Linked DNA regions of Oryctolagus cuniculus: region 2 is linked to region 1. Evidence: chromatin contacts called from public Micro-C data. All regions are on one chromosome and are shown on one strand. Each heading gives the region's core, a stretch centred on a gene start, on an enhancer-like site or on the middle of the called end of the contact. The rest is flanking DNA. Distances are from core to core; before and after follow the strand shown. Region 1 holds the start of BCL11A (BCL11 transcription factor A). Region 2 has its middle 350 kb from the start of BCL11A.

Evidence for each region. A called contact is a pair of places that touch in the nucleus more often than the background predicts.
Region 2: a contact with region 1 is called in a Micro-C map of ear pinna, with 4 times the contacts expected there. The contact joins the enhancer-like site here to the promoter of BCL11A in region 1. A contact is called at or near these places in 2 of 6 Hi-C or Micro-C datasets (ear pinna and an unstated tissue).

The regions. Positions count from the first base shown.
Region 1 is chr2:142,111,431-142,115,196 of mOryCun1.1, forward strand. BCL11A (BCL11 transcription factor A) reads left to right here and starts at 2,162. Exons shown (of 4, transcript XM_051838573.2): 1 at 2,162-2,353. The coding sequence starts at 2,299.
Region 2 is chr2:142,458,678-142,462,443 of mOryCun1.1, forward strand. No RefSeq gene overlaps it. Among named protein-coding and RNA genes, the nearest start is that of BCL11A, 350 kb to the left of the region's middle. Within about 2 kb of position 2,029, at least 1 of the 8 cell types and tissues checked has an H3K27ac peak or open chromatin away from gene starts, as enhancers often do. A contact at or near this core is called in ear pinna, where this site is marked.

The DNA.
Region 1 (3,766 bases), core at 912-3,411:
GGCGGGCGGATGAAATTTGCGGACACCGCGCCCCTTGGCCCGCGAAGGGGCCGTGCAGCCGCGAGAGGGGAGCGCGGCTCGGGCTCGCAGATCCACACTCACGCACGTCCACCTGCAGCGCGGCGACTGGCGGTCGGGCAGGCTCACCCAGCGCCCTGAGTGCAGCGCGCAGCCCCGGGTGCACGTCCGCCCCCCGCACCCGGCCCTTCCCGCTCGGGATGGCAGCGCAGTCTCCCCGGCGGCGGCGGCGGCGTCGGCGGCAGGGTGGCGCAGGCAGGCGGGGAGGCTGGGAGGCGGGAGCCGCCCGGGGACTTTGCAGGCACGTTTCTGAATAAACTTTCCAATCGCAGGGGGTGCTGTTGCTGTACATTTTACGTAAAACTGAAAGTATCCCACGCCAGAGTGAAGCCCGCTTTTTGACAGCGGCAGCGCGCGCGTGTGTGCTTGTGTGCATTAAAGAGACAGGGGTTTATTTCCAACAGGTCTTCCCCTAATTTCCAGGGAACCTGGACAGACGGGCGAGAGGGGGCTGCGGGCTGCGGGCTGTGCGCCCCGGCCGCCGGCACTGACCCCGGGGCGGTCAGCTCACCGCCGTGGCCTCCGCTCTGCTCCTGCGGAGCCGGCCGCTCGCTTTCCTTTCCCCATTTTTTCCTTCCCCGGGTAACAGCGCAGGAACAGTTGGGCTCTGCCCGTAGGAAACATTTTCTTTCCGCCCTTCTGTGCGTTCGCGGTTGCTCTGGAGTGGGAGGGGGGTGTGTCCCTCCCCGGGACCCGAGTCGGGGACCTCCTGCGGCCCCAGGAACAGCTTCCCAGGGGCCGGGACTCCCGGGACTGCCCGCGCTTTGTCCTTCGGCCCTCGGCCGCTCGGAGAGGTGGACCTCTAGGCGCCTCCCTCGCCCCAGCCCCCGGCGCCCCCCTCTCGGGGCTGGATCGAGCCCTGACTCCGGCTCCGCGTTCTTTATTCCTCGACCTCTCTCTCTGTCTTTCGGCGACCCTGGGGAAGCCTGGGACCCGGTGCTTCCAGTTACATTCAGACTCCGCCGCTTGTTGGGGCGCTTAGATCCCTGATCCCAGGCTCGGCTTTGGGGGCGCCCTCTCGGCCCTCGGGCCCGGGCCTGCGCCGCCTCCCTCATCCCAGCTCCCTCTCTCTAGGTTGCTCTGGCTCCAGGGAGGCCCGGGCGCTGCCCTTCCGGACCCTCAACCCTCTAAACTTGGGCTGGATCACGCCTCGCCGCGCGCTCCCTCTTGTCTCCCCTCGCCCGCTGCGGAGCTCCAACTTGGAGGCTCAGCTCTCAACTTCGGGTGATTTTTCTCTGCTAGCTTCTCCTTCGGCAAAGTTTCCTGAGCGCAGCCGCGGGCTCGGGGCTTTCACTGGGGCCCCGGGCGTCTGCACGCGGGGCGCGAGCGCGGCGGCGGGGAGGGGAAGTGGGTGTGCGCACGGAGGAGGGTGTCCGAGAGCAACTCTACCTGGCTTCCCTCCGCCCGCGCTTCCCCGGCCCCGGGCTGCAGCCTCCTGGTGCACTCCTTTTATTATTTTTTCTTTCTTTCTTTTAAAAATAATCTTTCTTTTGGGATCCGCGTATGGGGGGGAGCAGGGCGCACGTCTTGCTCCCCCCTACTCCTCCCTCCCACCCCCGCCGCCCCTTTCTTCTCTCCCCGCCACGCCACCGCCGCGGCGCTCGCTGTGGCCACTGGTGAGCCAGCGGCCCCAAAGCCCCCTCCCCTCTGCCCGCCCCTCCCCCAGGGGCCGCGTCTGGCGTCTGCAGAGCCCCCCGCCCCGCACCTCCCCCGCCCCGCACTGGCCATTGGCTTGTCCTGGTCTCTTTTTCATGTCCAGCCCCTGATGTGTGTCCATTGGTGTGAGCTTCCCCTTCCCTCCTCCCCTTCTCTCCTGCTCGCCCTGCCCATGTTTTGTGTGTCTCTGTCCATCCAGACTCCTGACGTTCAAGTTCGCAGGGACGTCACGTCCGCACTTGAACTTGCAGCTCAGGGGGGCTTTTGCCATTTTTTTCATCTCTCTCTCTCTCTCCCTCTATCTCTCTTCTCTCTCTCTCTCTCTCTTTTTTTTTTTTTTGCTTTAAAAAAAAAAAAGCCATGACGGCTCTCCCACAATTCATCTTCCCTGCGCCATCTTTGTATTATTTCTAATTTATTTTGGATGTCAAAAGGCACTGATGAAGATATTTTCTCTGGAGTCTCCTTCTTTCTAACCCGGCTCTCCCGATGTGAACCGAGCCGTCGTCCGCCCGCCGCCGCCGCCGCCGCCGCCGCCGCCGCCCGCCCGCCCCGCAGCTCACCATGTCTCGCCGCAAGCAAGGCAAACCCCAGCACTTAAGCAAACGGGAATTCTCGCGTAAGTAACCCAATAATAGTATTAATAATTATTAATAATCACGAGAGTGCGCAGGACGAGGAGCAAGAGCAAGGGGGAGAGAGGGGTGTGTGCATGCATTTTTAAATTTTTCACGAGAAAAACCTCTGAGAGTCGAGTAAAAGAGATTAAAAGGGGGGGGACCCCTCATCCGATCTCGAAACAGAGCTGTGTGTGCACTTTTGAGGTAGCACATACCTTTTACATTTTATTTAATTTTACAAAAATTGGACTCCTCCTCCTTTCCGCCGCTTTATTTCTTTTCGAAAGGGAATGAAATGATCCCCCCACTCCCCAGTTTTGCAAAAATAATGAACAATGCTAAGGATGCGGACAACTCATATGCAAACCTGGAGGTGGAAGCTGGGGGGGGAAAGGGGGGTTGCTTCCACTCGCCGCAGGAAAATGGAGGGGTCCGAGTGAGTTCAAGTCTCACAAACAATTCCTGGGGAGAGAAGTGCGACTGGCCCTTGCACACCGGCGCGCTCACTGGCGAGTGTGCACGGGGAGCAAAGTAGTCATCCCCACAATAGTGAGAAAGTGGGACTGAGCGAAGGGCCTCCGGAGCTCCAGAGTCTGCCGAGTCGGGAGAGGGGCCGCGGCCGCGGGGAGAACGGGGTGACCGGGAAGCACGGGGGAGGCGGCCGGCGCTGCCGCCTTTTGTTCCGGCCTGAGGTGGGTGTTTGTCCCGCTTGCCTTTTGTGCCGGCTCCTCGAGCTGGCCCTCCTGCGCCGCCGCCGCCGGCGAAGGGCAGGAGCAAGGGCCAGGGGAGGAGGCGGCCAGGGGCACGCGGGAGCTGGAGAGAGCGAGCCCGGGCCACCGCCGCCCGGGTGGCCACTGCCCGCCCCTCCCCGCCGAACCCCAGAGGCAGCGAGGCGGCGTGCAAAATAAACAAACAAAATAAAGAAAAAATAGAAAAAAAAAAAAAAAGAAACAAGGAAAGAGAATGTAGTTTCTTGCCCCCAAATAGATGCCAGACGCTCAGCCAGTCCTCCTGCAACGCTTTCCTCTTTGACTCCCCCCCAAAAAATCTTGCAATCTCTGATTGAGGGAAAAAAACACCCCCTTCCCCAAACCCTCTCAGTTGCAAACTTAGAGCGCCAGCGGCGCAGAGAGGGAGCGAGGAACTCCCTCCTCTTACTATTTTTTGGAAGATTTTCAAAAAAAGTGGAAGTGGATTTTGATTGGGAAAAATCTCGTGTCTGAATGTTTACAAGCACCGCGTGTGCGGGAGCCTCCTGCCAACAAACAGACAGAGGACCGAGCGCGGCGCGGCAGCCCCGGAGCAGGCGGCCGCGGCGGCCCGGCCTCGCCCGGGCCTTGCCCGACCTCGCCGCGCCCAGCCCAGCCCGGGATCGCCCACCGGGCGCCCGCCGCCCACCCGCGGGGCACAGC
Region 2 (3,766 bases), core at 779-3,278, 350 kb after region 1:
TTTATTTGACACCTTTAGACAAATAAATTGTACTGCTAAAGAGAGCTGGAATTGATCATCATACAGATTCAGTGTGTAGTGAATATATTGTGTGTCTGTAGTTTTGTTCACATGTTGACACTCTCTGAGGGTAATTAACATTGCTCTGCACACGAAGTATTATATTAATTTAACTTTTGCTGATTTATAAAACTGTAACAATAACAGCAATAGCAGCAAGCAAATCTGGAACACACACATACACACACACACAAACCATCTCCAGTCATCCCACTGTTCTGATGTCATAACTTTGTTGTCCTTTGAGTTTTCCCTTTTTGCTGTTGGCTGACATAGTTCTACCCAGCTGGAATCCAGACTTGCAATTTACCCAATAACACTGACAAACTAGAAGCAGCTTCAGGAGTGGAACCCGGGACACAGGAGCAGGAACGGGCCTTGGAGAGCATCTGGTGTATTCTCCTTGTTCAGTGAGTTGGCAGCAGCCTGGGCCAGGTGAAGGTATTTGCATGAAGGACAGAGATTGGGAGTGGCTGAGTCAGGTCTTTCCCACCCCAGCGCTACTCCTGACTCCTTCACGGTGATTCTGTTAGTACCAACACCACGTACTTTCCCACTTAAATCCATGCTTAGACATGGATGTGTGCGTGTGCGTATGTGTGGGTAGATATGTATATTTACAGATATGTATTCCTATGTAATATGTAGAAAGCTTGATGATGGCAAACTCTAATTTCATAAGTAATTATAAAAGTGGAAGATAATCAAAAAATAGCCATGGGACTACGAAATTTGATGTTTGTTCACATAACATGCTTCTTACCAAGTCTCCCCAAAGAGGTGTTTCCAGGGATTTACACTGCACACCATTAGGCTACCTATGACCACAGCCCTCTGCCTGGCACAGGGAAGAAAGCCCATAACAGAGGAAATGGAGAATAACATTCACAACAATGAGTGATTGTTTTTCATATGAACAAAATTGAAGTTCACATGAACTCTATTAAATAGAGAAACCACAAGTTTATTTATTTTGGTCCTAAGCAGTAGAGATTCATTGCCCATGAGGAGAAATTTTTTTTTAATTCCTGATTTTTAATAGTCATTTTTAGCAGAAGTCTATAGAAATGCTTACCATCTTGGAATATTTTAATAATCTAGATTTTAGGAGGGGCTGGTCATACTTTCACCAACAGACAACTAACGAAACTAAAGAGAATGGAAGCCTCGAAGCAGATTCACTTGGGTGATAGATTTATAGATAGTTTGGGGGGCAATTTTTTTTTCCTCTAGACTATGAATAGATTTGGGAGTTAAAAATATCTGTCAAAGGCAAATTTTTTTCCAATTTCAAATCAGCTTCTTAAAGGAAAAAAATGCCCTCTGGATTTCCCAGTTCAGGAAGAATAATGTGTGCTTAGCACACCAGCACACCCTTATAAAAATGGATGCTTAGTAAATATTTCTTGAATGATTGGCTTTTCTTCATTTAGTGTCTTTGCTTTCTGGCTTGCTCCTCCACGTGAAGACTTTCCATGTGATCTGTAGCTGTCGGGGGAATGGATTATGCTGCAGGAACAAACAGCCCTCTGCATCTCTGGCTTCCTGTGCAAGCTCCACGGTCAACAGAGAGGCTCTGCTTGTCAGTCACTCAAGGGTTTTCGCCGAAGGAGGCTCAGTTTCAACCTGTCCTCCCCTGTCACTGCTGAAAGGGGATAGGATATAACGAATCATGTAGCTCTTAAATCTGCTCAGAAGAGAGACTTAGCACTTTCTGCATTGGCCAAGACAAGACACACACAGCCACACCCAAGTTCAAGCCCTGTCATGTGGCGGGGAAGGAGGAAAATCAGAATACATAGGAGCAGTCCTGGGCACTGAAACATGGTTAAAGGAGACTAATAATGGTGATTTGGTAGGAGCTTTTTCCCCATGAAGAATTTAAAGTGACTTCAGTGTTTCTATCAAGCCCACATGTCAGTGTTGTGGAGGAAGCAGGTCCTGGACAGGCAGGATTAGTGAGCCACTGGAAGCCTTGTATGCAATGTGCTAGCAGGAATCCTCTCCCAGTACTGCAGACTCCTGATGCTACCTCCTTGGCTCCCCTTGGTCTCTCTTTCAGGAGGAACTGTCATTTCTTTAAGCTTCTCAAATCCAGGTCCCTGTGTCCTGGGGTGGAGTATACAGTTTACATAGACTTTTCCTATAGAGCAACTCTAGGAGGCTGGATTGTGTAGAAGAGGAATAAGAAAATAAAATGTGCATTCCAATCAGGCAGATCTGTATTTAAATCCCAGTTTTGTTTCTTTCCCTGTGTGACTTGTGGGTGGTTACTTGACCTGTCTGATTCAGTTGCCTCCTCTGAAAAGAGAAGTACTCTCCACCTTGTGGCACCAGGGAGCCCTTCTGTGAGTGAGTGCTGTGCTGATGACACCAACTCTCTAGTTTTGGGGCTTCCCACAGGTTGAGCACCAGAACACACCTAGGAATATCCTGACACTTGTTACCCTGTGAGGCTGGTATCCTTCGGAGATAAGCAACTTGGTTTTTTTCTTTGTTGCAAGCCACTCAATTTATTTTGCTAAATATCATTAAATTCAATTAGGTCTTATTAAATACCACCATACATTTCAGAGTGATTTTTTTTTTTTTTTTTTTTTTTTTTTTTGCTTATCCTCTTGGAACTGTGTTCGTTGTTTTCAGAGCAACACAGTGGTCTTGGTAGAGTCAAGGAGGCACCAACAAATGAGTGAGGTCAAGCAGCAGCTTCTAGAAATGGCTTCTGCCTCATTCCAGGAGGCTTTCTGAGGCCGTGCCAGGGAGCCTATCCTTCCTTTCCTGGCGGTGAAACTCTTGCCACAGAGAGGACTCCCAGCCCTGAGCTGGCCGCCTTGTTAAAAAGCATAACTCTGCTCCAGGCAGAAGACGGTCTGGGCTCGCTTTCCTCTCTTAATAGGGTGCCAACTTCATCGGCTGTGGTTCACATGGGCGGGAGCCCACGTTGCAACGGTACTGCTGAGTGCCTTGGAGGTCTGACTTCACTCAGACTTTTTTTTTGCTCTACTTTCAAGGTGAATTGCAAATTGAGGCTGTTTGGATCTAAGTCAGCAGGGTTTAGGGGAAAAGAAAGCAAAACATTATTCTGATTCAACAATAGTTTAGTGAGTAGCTGTTGACCACTTGATTTGGCTGATGTAAGCCAAAAAAAAAAAAAAACCTTCAAACTGGTTTATGAGGCTAGATAGCATCTCAGTTATTTTAAGGCCCACAAACAACATAGGATCTTTAAAAAAGTATACCTATGTAAAAAAACATGCACGTCTGGTCAAAATATAAAATGTGCTGGATTTTGTAACTCAAATGCCCAACGAGTTAAAATCCTGCTCCTTGGAATTTATTTTAAAATAAATCTCCTCTCCAGCCCTTCCTGGGTCTGCAGTCCTGAAATGGGCCCATGCATTAGCAAAGTCTTATTCAAAGCTAGGAGGGTCAAGGCTTTTCTTTGCAGCGAAGACTAACGCGGTATCATCTTTGCCCAACACCCCTTGCTCCATCTCCTCCTGCTGAGGTGGGGTCGGTGGAGAAAAACCTTTGGCAGACACAGAACTTGGTGGCCGGAGACAATCCGGTTGCTGGCATCCACCGCCTGCTCCGGAGTGCGGCGAGGCCCGCGGCTGCCCGCAGCCCTTCTGGCTTGGCAACAGGGAAGCCGGCCAGCGTCCCATCAGGCTTGTTTCTTAAGCAAAGTTGTATAAGTTAACAGGTT